Linked DNA regions of Arabidopsis thaliana: region 1 is linked to region 2. The links are chromatin contacts, called in public ChIA-PET maps. All regions are on one chromosome and are shown on one strand. The core of a region is the stretch at or near the end of the contact, and the rest is flanking DNA. Distances in the headings are between cores, read along the strand shown.

Evidence for each region. ChIA-PET counts read pairs in DNA pulled down with a chosen protein or histone mark.
Region 1: a contact with region 2 is called in an H3K4me3 ChIA-PET map of shoot, with 11 read pairs. The contact joins the promoter of AT5G44568 here to the promoter of AT5G44500 in region 2. A contact is called at or near these places in 2 of 26 Hi-C or Micro-C datasets (shoot and vegetative nucleus) and 1 of 2 datasets of contacts at active chromatin or transcription factors (shoot).

What each region holds. Positions count from the first base shown.
Region 1 is chr5:17,959,969-17,967,113 of TAIR10.1, reverse strand. AT5G44568 reads left to right here and starts at 4,838. Exons shown (of 2, transcript NM_001085241.2): 1 at 4,838-5,073; 2 at 5,614-6,095. The coding sequence starts at 4,968. The coding sequence ends at 5,735. It overlaps AT5G44566, which reads left to right and starts at 3,331. Exons shown (of 1, transcript NM_001344563.1): 1 at 3,331-3,510. The coding sequence starts at 3,331. The coding sequence ends at 3,510. AT5G44570 reads right to left here and starts at 2,698. Exons shown (of 4, transcript NM_001161289.2): 1 at 2,570-2,698; 2 at 1,919-2,137; 3 at 1,511-1,576; 4 at 618-649. The coding sequence starts at 2,675. The coding sequence ends at 618. It also overlaps AT5G44569.
Region 2 is chr5:17,922,892-17,929,573 of TAIR10.1, reverse strand. AT5G44500 (Small nuclear ribonucleoprotein family protein) reads right to left here and starts at 2,127. Exons shown (of 2, transcript NM_123817.4): 1 at 1,301-2,127; 2 at 1-421. The coding sequence starts at 2,069. The coding sequence ends at 1,305. AT5G44495 (ECA1 gametogenesis related family protein) reads left to right here and starts at 2,864. Exons shown (of 1, transcript NM_001085240.2): 1 at 2,864-3,272. The coding sequence starts at 2,864. The coding sequence ends at 3,223. It overlaps DUR (NAD(P)-binding Rossmann-fold superfamily protein), which reads right to left. Exons shown (of 11, transcript NM_001344548.1): 9 at 6,589-6,682; 10 at 6,366-6,510; 11 at 5,772-6,157. The coding sequence ends at 5,931. AT5G44490 (FBD, F-box, Skp2-like and Leucine Rich Repeat domains containing protein) reads right to left here and starts at 5,722. Exons shown (of 3, transcript NM_001344551.1): 1 at 4,598-5,722; 2 at 4,344-4,511; 3 at 3,867-4,258. The coding sequence starts at 5,539. The coding sequence ends at 3,986. It also overlaps TAO1.

The DNA.
Region 1 (7,145 bases), core at 3,589-6,088, 35 kb before region 2:
TTGACTTTTCAGAGGTGTAAGCTTTCCAAAATATTCTTAAACTTTTCTATTTTATATTATTAAAGATATTTGGTTAGATATTTGATATGATTAGAAATTATTCTCGGTTTTGGTTCGACCAACACGCTAATGAATGGTACGCTTTAATTACTTTTTATTCTCCGGGGACTTGGACAACAAACCCAATATCTTATCTAGTATATCTGACACCAAGAAAAGGACAATGTAGCACGTACTATCGGGCCATCAATCATTGCTTATTTGCAGACGTTATCCTAATGCTATGTGAGATGCTTTGACAATGCCAGGAACTCTACTCTCAGCTTTAGCACACAAATTCACTATATATTTAGAGAATCAGCTCTCAAATCTTTATCAGTGCATTCTTCTTTGGGGACCATTTATAAACTCATGGTGTTACAACATATCACAATTGTTCATATCTAGCTTACCCTGACCCCATATCCATAAATCACACCAACAATCTTTACTTACTTGTACACACATGAATCAAAATCCGTCCACAATGATTAACAACATACAACCAAACTTATACCATATCATATAGTATAGATGCAACATGCATATATACATCCAAACTATCGATCATCCTGGCATCATTTAATCTTCTTACATTCATCATCACAACCTGAATATATTATCATATACTCATCACATCTCATCATCATCATACATCAAACTCATAGTCATGCACATGATTATGATCAACTGTTTATGATTGTTAGAGTATATATCAAAAATGTAAATTTTCTTTTAGATTTACCCTAGATACGATCTAGAACATTTTCTTGTAACCTTATATACTCATGAGATTATATAATAAAGGTCACGGAGTTTACCTTTCTACATGGTATCATACGCTTAACCTAGCCTCCAAGCTAAAAGCAATCGATCCTCTCCTCTCTCTTTCTTCTTCGTTCATCTTTCTCTGCTCTATATTTTCCCTTCATCTATGTGTCATCATGACTAGTTCATCTTCTACTTCTACCAGTGAAAAGCTCTTCTCCATCTCTCAGATCAAAAATATATATATTAACTAGATCAAAATTTTAAAGTATTATCTAATATTGAGTAAAATTATATATAATCATAAATCAACAATCCAAGATAATATAAAACTTAAATGAATATATATTTTGGTCGATGTCCTCTATATATAATTCAACTTCTTTAATAAAGGCAGTAGAAATCTTTTGACAAAAGAAAAACAAAAAAGCAGTAGAAATCTAGCTAACAAAGAAATCACAATAACAACATAACACCTTGTATACTAGATAGTCATTACTCCCATCATCCATGGAACAAAAAAATAAAAAGATATTGGGATTATGATATATCTTAGCAATTATTACAAATTAAATATCACATTGACTAAGATATGGTTATTAATAGTGCAAGATTCATATCAACATACGTTAAAAAAAAAAACATATATTGTAAAAAGATTTATTCTTTCCTTGATAAATGAAGGACTGAAGCTATCTCATACTAGCATCAGCTTCCTTCTTCGTTATGCGACTACCACCAGCGTCATCTTTCTCCTTCGTTATGTAGACTGCATGATGACAATATAGCATATATTGATAAACTTATAATTATGATTCTTAGAAGAAGATAAATTTACCAAAAAAATTCAGTTCGAAGAGTACCACATTTTATGTGCTTTTGTTTTCTAAAACTACACAAAACTCTGAAAATATCATAAAAGTTTAGGTTTATAAAATATTCTTCAAAATTAGAATTTGAATGTGTAATTTCCGGAAAATGTTTAGTGTCGATAATAATAAATTATAATTTTTATTGATTTTATAGCTAGTTATCATCGTATATACATAGTTAAAATCGATCTTATAATTTGAAAACTATTTTTTTAATAATGGAATTATTGTTTTCATACCGTCGGCGATGAAGCATACGGCAACGAAGGAGGTGGATAGAGCATTTGTGGCTGCAGTGATGATACATGCATTTTCGGCTGCAGTGGTGACAACTGCGGCATTGGGGGAGGTGTGGCTGCACTCGGCATCTGGGGCAGGGGCGGTGGTGGTGGCGGCGGCACACGCAGCGTCGGTGGATTGTATTGACGACCTCTTTGACTTCTTGATCGTCGTACTATCTGCAACTTCCTTCTTAATTCTATTGATTTACAAATTACAATTATAAATTTTAGTTTTTAAATATGCTTTGTTTGACATAGGTAAAAATTAAAAATTATGAATATTAATATTTTAGATTCAAAATTAATGTTGGATATTCTAAACAATATTTAATTCATGATAGAGCGCAGACTATTTATTATCTATATATATATATATAGAGAGAGAGAGAACAATTTGATATTTCAAAAAACAAATTGACGTTGAGACATAATAAGATATAAACTTTCATTTTATGTTTCATACAATAATAAAAATTTCATCAATGAACATTGAATACAAAGCCAAACTTATGTATATTGTTAAATCGCTAAACAGTAACCAAGCTTATGTTCATGCGAGTGTTAGAAAAAGCCAAGAGGCCTTATGTGTGTTAGTGTGTAAACACTTACGTTGGAGATGTTTGGCGTCAGCGATAGCAACTTGAGATGAGATAAATAAGAGAAGAATAAACAAAGATACGCGAAGAGAAACGAAATTTGATGTCTTTGTAGCCATTAAGCTAGGTTTTCCACTTTCTCAAAACTCCATTATAAGACCTATTTATATACTACATGTAAAATGTGGTACTATGAGTCTGACCGTCTGGGCCTACGGTCCAACGCCTGGACATTTCCATTTTGCCACAAAGTCTAGTCTGGGCCTACCGTCCAATGCCCGGACATTTCCATTTTGCCGCAAAGTCTACCAAACTTTGTGACATTTAATATTTTGTGATTATGTCATACTCCATAATCATGTTTGTTACTATTGGAATCACACTGCACTGTACAGTTCGGTCTCCATTCATATATTTTGTCTTAGTCTTTTTTAACTTCAGCGTCACCAGTGGAGAAATATCAAACACTTAAAAATGGTAGAACAGTTTTAGGCTGAGTTTTAAAATTTTGTGTAGTTAGGAAATGTAAAAATTAATAATGCGTTTGTGGTTTGATGTCAAACATAAAAAAATTTGGAGCTGTAAATTTGATCATGAATATTTAAAAAGAAGTCTAAATTATCTTATTAAACCTTCAAAATCTTGTCAAGTTTTTCTAATTAAAACTAAAATTGTTATAAAAGAAAACTAATCTTAAAAAATTGGTTTGCACGGTGGTTAGCTGCAGATCCATAGGGTCTTAGAGGGCGGTTGAGGAGTTCGGGTTTAAAGGCAATGGATTTGAGCCACCATCCTTTAGATCTGCCTCAATTTAGCATCCATCGAGCCGGATTGAATCGTCGAAACTCAGGTTTTTTGGCTACTTTCGGTTTGGAAGAGAAGGGTTACCGCCCAGTGGATTGGGTTGCTTTTTCAGGATCCGATTTCGTCGATGTGCCTAGTCGGAGCAACTAGCTTTCCGGGAGATCTGTTGTGGGTTGGTGCATCGGAGGGATGGTTTTGATGATGAAAACCGGTCTCTTTCGTTGGAGATTCCCGATCTTCGTTGGTGACCACGAAACGGTAGCTCTTGAGCCCGCCGGATTTAAGGCTCCGGTCCTCTGCTGGCATCTATCAACGAGCAGAGAGCTTTTCTTTTTTTCCGGCAATGTTGTCGATTAACCACTTTTGTAACTGGACTGTTTTTTGTTGTAGGCTTTGGCCCAAGCCCATTTGAGAAGAATTATATTATAATCTTAAGAAAAAAAAAAAAAAAACTAATCTTAAGAAAAATACTATTTCCACCTAAATGAATTATCTCTATATTTAATATCTACGTACCTTATTTGCAAGTGGGCTGAAGACTTCAGTTAGACGAGACGATAGAAATTATTATTTTGTAGTATTTTTTTTATTTATATATATGTAGGAATTGTAGTTTTATCTTTTTTGTGAATGTATACAAAATCGAAAAGACTTGACTAATATATTTTTGGTGTTTAGAAAAAGGCCAAACGCATTCCTCTGTTTGCTATAGGCCATAGCGTCCCTACGATTATTTCTGTGTAAAGATGTGTTTGCTTATTTTTATTAAGAAAGCACATAATATCGGATTTGATTGCTGAATATTTTAAATGAAACACTTGCAAGGTTTTTTAGCAGCCACACTCATATGCCTCCGTCATCATTTTTATCATAGCAAATACGTCATCAACTGCAACCGCTCTCTGCTAAAAGCAGATCAAAATCAGCAACATTCTTTGATGCAACATAATTCCCCAAGAGGATCTGATTTTCGCACTACCAGACCTTACATTGGTCGATTATTGTTATGTGGTGTTCAAGAACATTCAGCGCAAACTTTGTTACCAACTTTAGTCCATGACATCACAACCTGCAAGCAATGAATATCTCTTACTAATGCAACATATCCTCCCATATATAATCCCATGCCATGGATGGTAGCTAATCTCACAACCATGACTCCCACCAATCTCAACAACATTTATTATTCTCATATTATATGTTTCAGGTTATAATTTACATATTCTTTATAAATTTGAAAGACTACAATGCTTCAAAATGAAATGACAAACCAAAGTAATTTTTTTTTTCAGAAAGCGTTTTTTAAACATTAGAAAGAAATAAAAAGGGTTACAACATCATCACTTTACAATTTACATATATAAAAAAACCGTTTTATATTTAATTAAAAAAATTAAATTATTATCTACGTCAATTGTATTTATACATATAATTTTGGTTTGCAAAGACTTTTCGCAGCTTCATAAAGTCAAAGCGCGTTGAATGGAAATGTTCGTCGGCTACTAGGCCCAGTACTACATTTATAGTAGCCATATCTACTACCTATGCTTCATTATCTTATATATGTGTCTTGTAATGGAGTTTTGAGAGAGTCGAGCACTTAAGTAATGGCTACAAAGACATCAAATTTAGGTCATCTTCTTCTGTCTTTGTTTATTCTGCTCTTGTTTATCTTATCTCAAGTTGGAGTCGCCCAGGCCAAACGTCTCCAACGTAACTATTTAACACTACCTCTCTTACTTTTGTATTGAGTTTGTGTGTCTATTAAAAACGAGCTACATTCCACATCCACATATAGTAATACTGTTATAATTTGGTTTGGAGTTTTAGTTTGGTTTTATTCTCAACATCTAAGGTTGCAGAACACATAATGTTTTTCCATGGTATCACGTTATTTTTATGTGGACATCTATTTTATCGAATATAATTATTTATCTTTTATCTAAGTTTGATTTATTGTATTAGTATTGATAGTGTTAAATAGTATTATATCAATGTACTAGACTACCAACCGAATATTTATTTTATTATTTTTTAAATAATAATGTATTACATTGTTAATTTGTTACATTTATTTTTGTCCTTTTTCCTTTCTAATAGCAGCTCTAGCAATTATCATTTCCCTAATTACGTATTTTTTAAAAGTAATTACCTTGTTTATACTCTCTATACATAGTTTTCTGTTGTAGTTTTAATCATATTTATTGTTTGAAGAAATTAATCATACAATTTGTGGTACATACATATTGTTAGAAAGGAACAAATTGCGTTTGGATTGCGTTCCTCTTCCTCCTCCCCCTCCACCTCTCCGTGGCATCGTCAAACCTCCTATCGCTTCGTTTCACTCTGCATCGCCTAAAGATAAAGGCCCATAAGCCATAAGTCATCATAGTGCAGGATAAGAGGTCAAGAGAGTTTTATAAGTATTTTGTTATACAAAACCATGTTGTATCATATTTTTTATTTATAGTTAAGGTTTTTTTTTCGTGTCTACAACACATGTACACACACAATCAGACGTATATCTAGAATAAAATAAAAAAGCTATATCACTACGGGACTACAACTTCTAGTCATGATATCCTTTAACAAAATAACAAGCCTCTAGTCCTTTATTTTTCGGTTTTTAAAAATAAATTTTTGATATTTTTGAACGTTCAATTATCAAGAGTTCAAGACTATACTCCTGAAATCTACTAATTTTTTTGTTTAATTGTTTTAAACATATGTTTGAGGTTATGAATCTTATGATTTACATATGTATTATTTACTAATATATATGAAGGACTACAATGTTCCAAAGGTGAAATGAGAAAGGCAAAGTAAAATATATATGTTTTTATTGTGTTTTGTTGAATAAATGCCTCTAATTTCTTCTGAGTAAGAGGGAAATAAAAAAAGTTAAAACATCACCTCTAAATTACATATATCAAATTGTACACCTTATTTTTTTGGTGTGTTCAAATTATACACCTTATTAATTATTGCAAATACATCAATATTTTACATATGCTTATATATTAAAAGGCATGATTTTGATTAGTAGCTTTGGGCAAACAAATAGGAACCAAAGACCTGAAAATACCAAAATCGAACCGAACCGTTGTTTAAAAATACATGAATGGGTCCTAAGTCTCTCTATCCAAAACAATCTAACCCGAATCTAATACTTTTGGCTATCCGTATGTATCTGACATACAAGTATACACCTAAAAATATTAGTTAAATTTATGCTTATAATACACCAAATACCTAACATAACAATTATAAATCCGAATATATAGATATTTTCGAGTAATTCAGAAATATTTGCGTATATTTGAGTAAAAATAACCAATGTTTTAGCTTTTTTCTGAATATTTTAGTGTATATTTGGTAAAAAAAAGGAACCAATATAGATTTTGGGTAACTATGTGAATGAAGTAAGGTTTCCATACGACAAACCAACAATTAGTGAGGATCAACTATGTGAATGAAGTAATGAACTATTGAAAAAGAAATAATTGATGCTCACTAATTGTTGTTTTGTTACTTCATTCAAATAATTTTTTGTTTTTTTTCACATACCTCGATCTATAAATAAAAGCTAGATTTTTCTATCTTTTCATATGCGTTCAATCATCGTTGATGCTCACTAATTGTTCCAATATAATGGAGATTCGCGAATATAGTTGTGAAGCCATTGATCGATGAAGTATCATATGATAAGTCTATGGTGTGTGATGTAAGCTCCAAAGAAGATACTCGACTTTTTGTCACAAGTTCACAGGTTAAGTTCCTTAGGT
Region 2 (6,682 bases), core at 878-3,377:
GGGTTGTTGAACAAGGACTCATTATTAAAAAAAAACGGTTAGCTTCTACGGAAGTTTTAGATCAAGCGATCGGGATTTGCATGTTTAGTTGCATGTTTAGGAGGGTGGGTGTCTGATCCAGTGTAAGACTACCGTAAGATATTTGTTACGTACATAACCAGCAACATAGCCTAATATATGTTGAGAACCGAATTGCCAGTCAAAACCATTGAGAGCCTCTTTTACAAGTAATACATTCAAGTTCATGGAGCAAGGTTGTAACTCCTACAAGTTCACTATTTCTAAAATCAGTTGCTTTTTCCACGAGAAATCACCAATATGAACTCATCAATTCTCTGAGCTTCACGGAGAAAAACGCTACGACTAGCCGAGGGGTAACTCAATCATGTGGATGTTGCTTTCGTTGTAGATGAAGTGACTCCTACAATCCAGATCGAGAAAATTGTACTTAGCAGATCTTTCTAACAGAGATATTAAAAAAAAAAAATCATCCAATATCATATGCCAACAGAGAGCAAGGGCAAAAAGATGTATCCACAAGTTCTTCCAATATAGCTAATGAACCCTACAACATCTACAGCTTTCCAAAACAAAATTCACGAACAAACCTTAAACAAGGATCATAAAGGTTCTACTAGTTGGGAAGATATTAAACACGTTTAAAAGTGAACTGAGAAGTTCATCATGAGTTATTCATGCTTCTAAAAGTGTAATAAGGGTTTTTCAAACTCATTAGAACAACAGGCAAGAGAGTTTCTGAGTGTAAGTTACAGGATTCACAATGTGATGATTCTAGAATGCTTTATAGTAACAAACCTTTTAAAGTGATCATACTCTTAAGGAAACATAAGAAGAAAAGCAACTGACAACAAAGCACTCATCAACAACCTAGAAACTGTGCAAGCTAAGACAGTCATGAGCAGACTACTACTCACAACACATGCCCAAGCTAATCAAGACAAGTTCAATTCCACACAAATCACACATGGCCAAGCAGACTAGAAATTGCTGATAAATTATAAAGGCTAATTAAGTAGAATTTCTGTGTAAGTTATCAGTTCAAGTTACAAGAAAGTTTTTGTGTAAGTTAAAGGTTTCACAAATAAACTATCAGCAGACTAGTAGAGACTGCAGCTAACTTATGATTTATAAACTTCAGTCACTACACAAGTCCAAGCTAAATCAAAATAAGTTCAATTTCAACCAAATCTCACATCATAGCCAAGCTACACTTACAAGCAACCATCAGCAGATAATAAAGGATAATCAAGTAGTGTTCCAAAACTTGATAAACAGCTACCTAATCAATGTTGCTGATTATGGTGATTTGGCGGAGCAGGTGGCATGCCAGGATGAGGCGGAGCAAACATCGGAGCACCACCGGGGGGAGGCATTCCAGGGCGAGAAGGAGGCGGTCCTTGCATACCATGAGGTGGAGGAGGTCCTCTCATCATACCACCAGGTGGAGGAATCATCATTGGCCTTTGCTGTCCACCATACTGAGGCGGTGGTGGACCAGGATACGGTGGTCTCATACCATAAGGTGGAGGAGGACCTCCTTGACCAGCAAAAGGAGGCTGTGGTGGCATTTGTCCCGGAGGACGAATAATCTGTGGTGGTCTAGAGATCTGAGGCTGCATCATTCCAGGAGCAGGTCCACCAATTCCACGAACAGGACCAGATAAACCAGGCTGAGCTTGAACCAATGGACCAGTAGGTACTCCACGTCCAGCAGCACGACCGATTCCGGGACCAGCCACAGCGGTTACAGATCCAGATTTGGCGCGAGATTCTTCAGGTGGCGGTGGACCTTCGACAGTCATCGAAATCACTTCTTCTCCTCTAAGTAAAACCAAACCAAGCGTACGACGCTCTTCTCTTTCTTCGTTCGTCTTCTTATTACCTTTCGCCGGAGGAAGTTTTCGAAACTCTTCGCAGTCGCCAAGAACAAGATTCATGTGGCGATCGAACGCCATGAATTTTCCGATTAGCTGTCTTCCGTCTTGGATTGTTACTCGCATCCTGTAGTTTATGAACTGAAGCATCTTGGAGCTCTTCGACATCGACATTTTTGCCGGCGACTTGTATACGCCGGAGAATTAAGCGAAGAGTTTTGGCAGTGGAATTGGGGAAGAGGGGGAATTTCTACGGTTTTATTCGAGAAAGAATGAATGACACTTTCCTTCTTGTTGGGCTTTGTTTCAATTTGGGCCTAGTTAGAATGGGTTAGGCTATACATAACATAGGTGTATTGCCTTTTTTTTTTTTTCACCATTTGTCAAATTAATTTATATAGTATAGTTTTGTAAATTTATTATTATTCATTGAAAAAACTTTAATGATTTCTTTTTGTCTAAGAGCGAAAAAATTATTATTATTCTCTTTAAACTTTTATTAAATCGTTGAATCTCCGAGATATTGTACATAGAGTATTGTCTTTAGATTCAAGAGACCATTTTTGCTGTAGAATAAAAAAAAAGGGAGAAACGAACAAAAGATCTACCAACACCGAAGGATTAATATTAACTGGATTTATTGGATTAAACTCTGAATTATTTCGGTTATACATATATCATCTCCTCTCATCGATAGTAAAGTAATAAATATTTCTCATAGAGGTGTGTGGCTGTGGACTATCTTTTAATTTTAGAAACTGCTCACTCAATCAAAATAAGAAACTGCCTGTTATTAAATTACCTAATAAAGATTTGAAAAACGTTTCATAAAGACAAATTCAATTAGTACCACCATAGTTCATTTCTTCCCCTATAAATAAATTTGATCTTAGTATTGTTTATCACTCAACAACAAACACGAGAAAGAATTATATATTGGAATATTTCAAACATTTTTTTTTTTTATTATGGCTATAAAAAACGTGATCTTATTTCTAGCGGTTTTATGCATTGCATTGTCTGTAAATGCCCAATTACCACAATTTCCGGCACTTTTTCCTTTTCCATTTCCATTTCTACCGAGTCCCGGTGTACCAGGATTACCTGATATAACAAAATGTTTATCATCTGTGATAAATATTCCAGGGTGCATCGTAGAGTTTTCGCAATCCATACTCTTAGAAAAGTTCGGCAAGATAGGTTCAGCTTGTTGCAAAGCAATTTTGGAAGCCGAAACCAATTGTATTCCGCAACTTCCGTTCAATCCGTTTTTTCCTCCTATGCTAAAGGAACAATGTTCAAAAACTGTTGGCGGAGCCTCCTACTAAAAATTAGAACTTAGAAACCAATAATGTTAACCTTTGCTTTCTTTTTTTTCTTTTTTTTTTCTTTTACTTTGTTTAAGTTGGAAAATACGATTAGGTTTCCGATTTGTATCAAAATTTTTCAACGATATAATAACATCATTAATAACTGGTCACTTTTTCCTCATTTTTACTTAACAGTTGTCTATAACATTTTTAACTAAATTGCACATTTGGATTAGTATGTTTTTCACATCTCATATCTTGGTTGTTTTTGATTCCTATAAATGATTTACGAAGGAGCTATGCACTAACCAGTGACCTCTCATATAAAAAATTCAATACTAAATATTATGAAAAAACCTATGTTGATCGATGCTAATCTAATCGGCCAATGCGCTCACAAAAGAATGCATTGGCTTGTTACACCTAGATGGCTGCAATAGCAACATCAAAGCCAACAGAAAGAGAGTGTCCGCTCGGACGGCCATATGGACATGGTCATGACCAAATGACAGCCCTACTCATAGATTACCTCCCAGATGGTTCTAACAGATAGGCGTCATCCGCTGCCAAACTACACCTCTCATTTTCCCCACCGCAAGACCCGGCTGGAGAACCAAACCACTTGAGGCAGAATCACAATCTTTGAATCTTCCAAATTATTAGTCACCTTTTACTTTAAATAAAAATTTCACTCATAACATCAAAATGTAGTTCCAACAAAAATCAAAATCCAAGTCCAAATATCTAAAAATGCTAGTTTTGGTCTTATCAAAGAGCTGCCTAAAAGTCTTTATAACCGTCAACAACAGATATGATTTGACACATGCTAGATCGCCTCGGTAATGCAAGGAGATTCTCGAAGGCAACCAAACTTTTCTTACGCATGGGACGGCTCGAATGCACAACAAGTTTCTTGAGAACTACTGAGTTCTCTACAAAGAACCTTGCTATTCCAATTCCAAGAGAGATTATGCCGAATCTGCTGATTTTTATCTCTACAAACTCCAGGGATGATAACAAACACTGAGGCACGGACGAGAAACTTACTGACTTCTGCAAAATACATAAGATTAATGAAAATATATGTAGATTTATTATATAACAAAAACATTTTAAACGAAGATTAATTAAGTTTAACCTCTAGGTTTTTGCAATAAATCACCAAGACCATGGATTTTAGATTCGGAGAGTTATCAAGAAACATCGACAGGTTTATCCCTCGGGACCATGAGATTTTTACTTCCAAACTGGACAGGTTGCAAAACTGGGGTGTTGATTCTTCTCTCAAGAAGTAGAAAGACATGAACTGCTTACATTAAAAAAAAAAAGATAAGAATATGGGTAAGTAAAATTTAGTGATCACATGTATATATATGATTATCATTGACATACCCACATAGCACGGTCAGAGATGATCATATCTCTAACTCTGGAGATACCGATGAAAAAGTTACGGGCCACCTTGTTATGAAAAGCACGTTCAATATAAAAGAGGCCAACAATTTCAATCTTGGCTAAGGAATCCATATTGCTTACGATTTTACTCCGCGATATATCATCTCCGATCTTCAAATATTTTAGTCTAGGTGCATCAATCAAAACTCCAAAGTCTAAGCTATAATACCCATGAAAGCCTCTACGGTGCTCACCATAATCAAAAGCTACAAAAAGACTGGTTAGTGTTTGGGAAAGCACTCGTAAAACCTTTACATTATCATCTACCTTTCTAACAATACTCAGATCTTCAAGAACAGGGCAAGATGAGATAAAGAACTCTAGACACGTCTCATTGGCATAAACATTTTGTTCTAAATGCATAGTCTTGAGACAAGGTAATGAAATAGACTCAACATTACCCAACAATACCCGATGGAGTCTTAAGTAAAAAAGCGTCTGAGTAATATAGAGGGTTAATGGCATCACTTCCAAACACTTTTTCTTCCAAAGAAGACACTCAACATCAAGATGCTTAAGTTTATGGGTAGCCACAAAACCAATCCATCGCGTGACACAAGACTTGTTATCATTCTCATGCTCCTTCCGAATACTTAGCTTAAGCTTGTGCAAACATGAATTCTCTATCTTAGAGAAATCTATAAACTTATCTATAAAACCCACAAATGCATTGTTACTTGGGAATGCACTAGAGTTCAAATCCAAGTCAGGAATCAAAAGCCAGACACTTTTCCACCTACTGGACAAAACACTAGTACTAACAGCTTCCTTTGTCGGAAGATAAAAGAGTACCTGAGATATCAAAGCGTCAGTTAATTTACTCATCAAATCTTCTCTCGCATCTGAGAAACCTCTACACCGTTTCACGGATTCCTCCATCACGCAAAATGGAACCGAAAATCTCACAAGAAATTTAAGAAACAGATTATCAAAGAACCTTAAATTAGTAGCTCTCGAGTGAAATCACGTAAAGGGTATTGTGTGTTAGAAGATGAGACGGCAGAGAAGAAGCAAAGAAAGAGTGTTTTAGGTTCATGTGGCCAATTGGTTATCTCCCTCCTCAAGCTTTGTGATTCTCAAAGTAGTCTTAATTTCTGTTTATTTGGGCCGAAGGGCCCAATAACTTCATAAGAGTTTGGAACGCTGCGTTTAATCGTTTGGTAAAATATACTCTTTATATATAGCCCACAAAACATTATGCCAATTTATAAAACGAAATTGAAAACAATAAAAGCTCTTTAAGGTGATGTGTTTTGCTCTGTTTTTTAGTTTAATAAGAATTATATCCATGAGGATGAATTTTTTGCCATCTCCAAGCAACTTGAAGACTATCTTGAAGATTAGTGAATCGAGCAGTCCAATTCAAATCTTTCAAAATCTTTGTTGGATCACTGTAAACCTCTGCGTAATCTCCCGGTCGTCGAGGCAAGAAATCTACTTTGATCTCAACTCCTGTCGCCTTCTTACATGCCTCAACGAATTCTTTAACCGATCTCCCTGTTTAACCAAACCACAAAACGGTTAATGTCAGATTGTAACTCAAATCTTGTGCAATGAATTCAAATTATGGAAGTAGACAAATCAGCTTCTTGATGACTACATGGAAGCTGGATGTTTTGGAGATTAGTTTGGACTTAAGAATCTTTCGGTTATAAGAAGAAGTAAAACAGAGTTATTGTGTAGTGAAAATGTTAAAAGTCAAGACCTTTTCCGGTTCCAACATTGTAGATACCGACTTTTCGAGGCTGAGCTTTCTCGAGAGCCTTCACGTGAGCATCCACGAGGTCAGTAACATCTATATAGTCTCTAATGCAAGTACCGTCCGATGTTTTGTAATCCGTTCCTTTCACCTACACAAACCATATCATATAAAGGATGTTGCAATATATGATTATAGGTTATAGTTTTTTTTTAATAATGGTTTTTACTTGTAGTCCGGGAATGAAACCACGAGCTGCATCGAAACAAGCACCAGAAATCCTTCCTTGCTCACGAAGTTCGGGTCTTGGCGCTTCTCCTAAT